2 separate regions of the Mus musculus genome follow, and region 2 is linked to region 1. The links are chromatin contacts, called in public promoter capture Hi-C maps. All regions are on one chromosome and are shown on one strand. The core of a region is the stretch at or near the end of the contact, and the rest is flanking DNA. Distances in the headings are between cores, read along the strand shown.

Region 1 (2,929 bases), core at 231-2,730:
AAGGAAGTTAGGGCTTGTTTGCCTTCAGTTTGGAGTGACTTGCCGAGACTTTCCACAAACATTGATTTAGTCGCCTGCTTCTAAACCCTCAGCCTCAGTTTCCCACCCACGCAGATTAGGAAGACTCGGGCACTCGGGCAACGTCACGCTGGTGTTTACTGAGAGCACCGTGCAAAGGACTCTCTCACCTTTCGTCTACTAATTAAGAAAGCCTGTACTGATAAGCAAGGCCACCCCTTTTGTAGCCTGCACTTTCTACCTGCTGTAAAGGATTGTGGGCAACTCCCGGAGCTAAGGAGTTGGCAGCTTGCATTGTTGGTAGTTTGCTGTGAGTATTTTGCTTCCCATTTTTTCCCTGCTTCTGGAAGGTGGACATGGCGGGGCAGTTACCCTTAGCATAAAGCCAGGAGGAAAGCTGGTAGTCACTGCAGTTACTTGCATATAGTTGTTAAGCTGCTTGTGGTTATGACCTTTTAACTGTTGGATTTGCATAGACATAACACATGTTAAATATCACCTGACCATGCTAAATATCACTTCATTAAAAATGTCAGATGCTAATTTAGCCTTACAAGAGTGAGGTGGGAAATTTAGCTTTGATACAAGCTTTAAGTGAGAATAAATACTACGATATGGTTTTTGACGTGGGTTAGAACCTGACATACTGTTGCGGTCAAAATTTGAGACTTGGAAGTTCTGCACAAAATGGGACTTCTTGAGGAATTTCTCTAGGGATAGAGAGAGATGGCTCTGTGTGCGTGTGTGTGTGTGTGTGTGTGTGTGTGTGTGTGTGTGTGGTGATGGTGGTGATGGTGGTGGTGAGGATGGGACCCAGGGCCTTGTGCATGGTAGGCATGTATGTGTTCCTACCACTGAAGCACGCCTGCAGCCCAAGAGATGACATGTTTAGGCAGTGAATGATAAATGTACTGGGGAAAACAAAGTTTTACATTTTCGATTTCTGAATTTTGAGTTTTTAGTAATCTAATCATTAGAGAGGATTTATACACTGGAAAGGAAGCAAAATAAGAATGGAGGGGCAGAAGGAAAAAAACATTGGGAGATATTGGAAAACTCCAAACGAATTAATGACCCTTGCGTTGTTTCCCCAGATCGTTCACAGAAAAGGGTCGCAAGGGACAGGGGTAGGGTTTGATTTTTTTTTTTTTTTTTTGCGAAAGGACATTAAAAATAGTACTTCCGCTTTCTCACTCCACATTTCTTTCTCTTGTGTAGAGCCTTCTCCTAAATCAGTCTACCTTTCTGGTAAAAGGGAAGTCCTTTTGTCTCCCTCGGCAACGACCGCCAGTAGTGAGAGAGGTCAGATGTGATTTTAAATTCTGAGGTTCCGCTGTTGTATGTTAGGACGCGTTGTTGTTCATGATTTCAAACTGGTGCTTTTAGAAGAGTGGGGGCGACTTGACATGCGCAGAAGTAGCATTGGTCCGTGTCTTTTACTGTTTTACCCCCTCTGCCCGCCCAGCAGGAGGAGCAGGAGCCGAGGAGGGAGAAAGGAAGAGGACACACCCTGAGGTGGCACCTGCTTGTGTTCTGGCCAGCTCACATGCATTTTTCTCTTTTAATCCTTGCAATTGCGTCCCCCTCAACTCCCCCCCCCCCCCCCCAGACGAATGGAGAATGGATATTATTTCCTCTAGTTTATAGATACAGAAACCCAGCCCACTGGGTTTGCCAGAGTCACTTGCCTGAGGCCACACAGCTAATTTCATTTCCATGAGAATAAGCCATCTTTGGAAAAGGAAACTAGCGGCCAGCTGTCATTCAGGAAGCCCTGAGGAAGCCTTGCTCTCCTACCTGATAACCACAGAACCCAGGATGGGAGGACAAGCCTCCCAGCCTGATGCTCCCAGCCTGGTTTCTCTGGGAAGGCCTGTCTTCCATGCTTTTCCTCAGCTGCCTACCCTTAACCGGAGGCAAATGTAGTTCCAAGGGCAACTGGCCACTTTCGCCCAAACTTAGCCCCCAAGGGCACTCTCCTGCCAGTGCTAGCTCTCGTGAAGTGTACCACAGAATTACTGCAGTGCGCTTCAAGGCGACGAACGAACGCCGCTGTGTTTCCTGATATAATTCATTAAAATAGCCTGTCATGGTCTTAATCTTGGTGTTCCCAAGGCTGACTGTGTTTGTCTACTTCAGAGCACTGCAGTAGCCATGTGCCATAGCTTTCTCGGTTGAAAAATCGTGACTCTTGGCCATGCTTAATGTGTTTTTTTTTTTTTTTTTGGTTTGTTTTTACTACCTTTTCTTCACCCACAATGGGTTCCTTAAAGACTATATGGCATGTTACAAAAGGAGTCTCCGAGCTCCAAGCAGAAAATGGATAAGGCATTCGTGAGTTTATTGAGAGAGATAAGGAGGACTTGGCTTCCTATGGGCAGCAGAGCTTGATGAGGAGGGAGCTGTCTTGAACTAGGGGGTTTGAAGCACAGAGTACATTTTTAAATACACACCAGCCATACGCTTTTATTGTCGAGGCCATGAGGAATGGAGTTATAAACCTCCCGTCCCCCCTTTTTTTACTTCACTTATTTAAAATTTATGGAATGTTGAACCCCAAACCACTCTAACTGAGTACTTCCTCATAACACCGAAAAGCACAAGTTGGAACTGTATTGCAGACGTAGAGTGACACAGAAAGCGAATATACATAATATCTTATAGTGTGCTTTGGATGGTGAATTGCTCAGTAAATGTTGGGAAATAAAGGATTCCCATAAAAGCTACAAGAGCGGGTTTTTGGTTCTATCTTTTATTAAGAGAATAGTTGTTTTTATTATAGCTAAATAAGAAAAGAGAGGAAGTTTAAACATGAGCAAGCTGGGGACGAAAATCTTCTGTCTCCAATTACGTATTATTTTTCTAACCCTCCCATGCCTTGACTGAATTCATTGAAATAGACTGAATCTGT
Region 2 (2,929 bases), core at 312-2,811, 2.2 Mb before region 1:
CCTGGCAAGTGATTTCAGGAACATGGTTGAAGAATACTTCGTTGCCATCTTGACAGGTAGCTTGTGGTTTCTTGGACTCTTGCTGTTTCCTATGGACCATTGAGAAATGGCTTTTACCATTTTGTTTGTTTATATAGAACTCACCTTGGTGTTTATTCTTTTAAGGCTTGTCAGGTTTTTGTTAATTTTCAAAGTCATCCTTTTTAATCAGTTTGTGTACTTAAGTGAGAATGTTAAAGATCTCGCTGGCCTTTTAAAGGGTTCAGATGTGTGACCAGGCAAAATAATTCCATGGACATGAGCTGTTATTTAATGGCGGAGTATAGCGTTCCTGTCATCACGTTTTGTTTTGATTGTTTGAAGGAGTTGTTTGTTTTACTTTTTGCAAGCTCATTTACTGACAGATATTACTACTGTTCACGCTACAGCAAGATGTGTGGATCTTTTAAGACTTCATACGTATAAAAATTATAATATACCCTCTGTTAAGCTATGACTTAACGCAGAGACTTGATTTGTTTTGGGTTTGATTCCGGTTTTACCTTGAACAGAATTTTTTTTTTTCTGAGAAAATTTGGTTTAAAAAAAAAAACACTAAAGGACAGAGCCCTAAATAAAATACTGTTGCCAAGTTAAGCTTTGTGGTGTGGGGTACAGAAGAGTTTATCTGCTGAAATAATCGGACACCTTGGGGAAGGGGAAGTCACGCTGGTCTAGGAAGAGTGTGTGTGTGACCTTTGCCTTTCATTTCCCCAATTCCTTTCGGTTCCCCGGCTGACATCAGCCTTCACCTGAGCAACCCCAGGCCGTGCCCACCTTGATAGGAACCGATCACGTGGGTGTAGACAGTTAAGATTTTTAGACATTTAATTTGTAAATGTTTTCACTGATATTTTTAGTTTGAAGAAAACTCCAATTAGCAAAGTAGTTTAATTTCAAACTAGTTTGAAATTTCTCAGTAATTTCCCCCCAATTTCAAGGTTACCAACGAGAAGCAAAGATGTCCTGGAGACAGACTCATTTAAAGCTGCACCAGCCACTGTGCACCAAGTGTAGTGGATTTAGCTTTGAAGATCGGATTGGTTTGATTTCTTGTTTTTTTCCCCTGCCCTACTGCCTCCAGAGGAGGTGGCTTTAAAAAGTGCTTCGTAGTGATGTGTGTGTGTGTGTGTGTGTGTGTGTGTGTGTGTGTGTGTGAGACAGAGACAGTGACAGCGACAGCGAAACCTGGCTGCATCTGCAGCAGTCCTTGAACTTCAATGTGTGCTTTGAAAACTTCTTTTCAGCAATGTTGCTGCCATTTAGAAAGCGAAAATGAAACTGCCGTGATCAAAGCTAAGTTGGTCTCCAAAAGAAACAAAAAGATTATTTTGTCTTCGTCCGGGTTATATGCAATTTATATATTTGTATTCTGCTTTGAAACTGTAACTAGATAAGTCTGTCTACTATTTTTAACTTTACAAGAATAAAACAAATATTTTGGTAGCTATCTCCGAGCCTCGGTTGATTTTCTTACATTTCTGTGTTTACTGGCGGCAGGCACACCAGGCCGCATGTGTCTTGTGGAGGTCAGAAGCTTCTAGAATCAGTTCTGTCCTCCTACCACGCGGGTCTCAAGGATCAAGCTCAGGTTCTCAGACTTCACAGCAAGCCTCTTTACCTGCTGAGCCATATTTCCAGCCCCAGTCAGTGTAAAAAGAGCAGACCTACCTGCTTGCTTCTCTGCCTCCCTCCCTCCCTCCCTCCCTCCCTCCCTCCCTCCCTCCCTCCCTCCCTTCCTTCCTCTCCTCCCTCTTCTTTCTCCTTCTCCCTTCCTCTTCCTCCTTCTTTCTTCTTTTTAATCATATAGCTTGCCTACCCTGAAACTTTTATATAATCTTATGCTGTGTGATGGATTGTATATGCTCGGCCCAGGGAGTGGCACTGTTTGGCGGTGTGGCCTTGTTGGAGTAGGTGTGTCTCTGGGTGTGGGCTTTAAGACCCTGATCCTAGCTACCTGGAAGCCAGTCTTCCACTAGCAGCCTTCAGATGAAGTTGTAGAACTCTCAGCTCTGCCTGCACCATTCCTGCCTGGATGCTGCCATGTTCCTGCCTTGATGATGGTGGATTGAACTTCTGAACTTGGAAGCCAGCCCCAATTAAATGTTGTCCTTTATAAGACTTGCCTTGGTCAAAAGTGTAGATGCTTCATTCCTCCTTAGAATAGGGAACAAAATACCCATGGAAGGAGTTATAGAGACAAAGTTTGGAGCTAAGAGGAAAGGATGGACCATCCAGAGACTACCCCACCCCAGGGATCCATCCCATAATCAGCCACCAAACGCAGACACTATTGCATACGTCAGCAAGATTTTGCTGAATGTGCCAGTGACTGGTAAACACAGAAGTGGATGCTCAGTGTCAGCTATTGGATGGATCACAGGGCCCCCAATGGAGGAGCTAGAGAAAGTAACCAAGGAGCTGAAGGGGTCTGCAACCCTATAGGTGGAACAACAATATGAACTAACCAGTACCCCCAGAGCTTGTGTCTCTAGCTGCATATGTAGCACATGATGGCCTAGTCGGAAAGAGAGGCCCCTAGGTCTTGCAATCTTTATATGCCCCAGTACAGGGGAACACCAGGGTCAAGAAGTGGGAGTGGATGGGTAGGAGAGCGGGACAGGGGGAGGGTATAGGGAACTTTTGGGATAGCATTTGAAATGTAAATAAAGAAAATATCTAATAAAAAAATTAAAAAAAAAAGACTTGCCTTGGTCATAGTGTCTGTTCACAGCAGTAAAACCCTAACTAAAATACTCTGTATCCAGTTAGCTGCTTCAACAATTTGAATTTGACTGTTTTGTTTTGTTTGGGGGGGGGGGCTTGTTTTCTTTTGTTTTTCCCCAAGTTGAGCTACTAAGAATAAAACTTTAGAGGGCTGGAGAGATGG

The links. Promoter capture Hi-C pulls out the DNA fragments that hold promoters and counts their contacts.
Region 2: a promoter capture Hi-C map of pre-B cells shows a contact between it and region 1, with 6 times the contacts expected there. The contact joins two enhancer-like sites. A contact is called at or near these places in 2 of 39 promoter capture datasets (liver and pre-B cells) and 1 of 115 datasets of contacts at active chromatin or transcription factors (embryonic stem cells).

What each region holds. Positions count from the first base shown.
Region 1 is chr16:76,364,437-76,367,365 of GRCm38.p6, reverse strand. All of the region lies in intron 1 of Nrip1 (nuclear receptor interacting protein 1), which reads left to right. Among named protein-coding and RNA genes, the nearest start is that of Nrip1, 7.1 kb to the left of the region's middle. Within about 2 kb of position 1,480, at least 64 of the 459 cell types and tissues checked have an H3K27ac peak or open chromatin away from gene starts, as enhancers often do. A contact at or near this core is called in pre-B cells, where this site is marked.
Region 2 is chr16:78,538,898-78,541,826 of GRCm38.p6, reverse strand. It overlaps D16Ertd472e (DNA segment, Chr 16, ERATO Doi 472, expressed), which reads left to right. Exons shown (of 5, transcript NM_001252439.1): 5 at 1-1,491. Among named protein-coding and RNA genes, the nearest start is that of 4930478L05Rik, 20 kb to the left of the region's middle. Within about 2 kb of position 1,561, at least 105 of the 459 cell types and tissues checked have an H3K27ac peak or open chromatin away from gene starts, as enhancers often do. A contact at or near this core is called in pre-B cells, where this site is marked.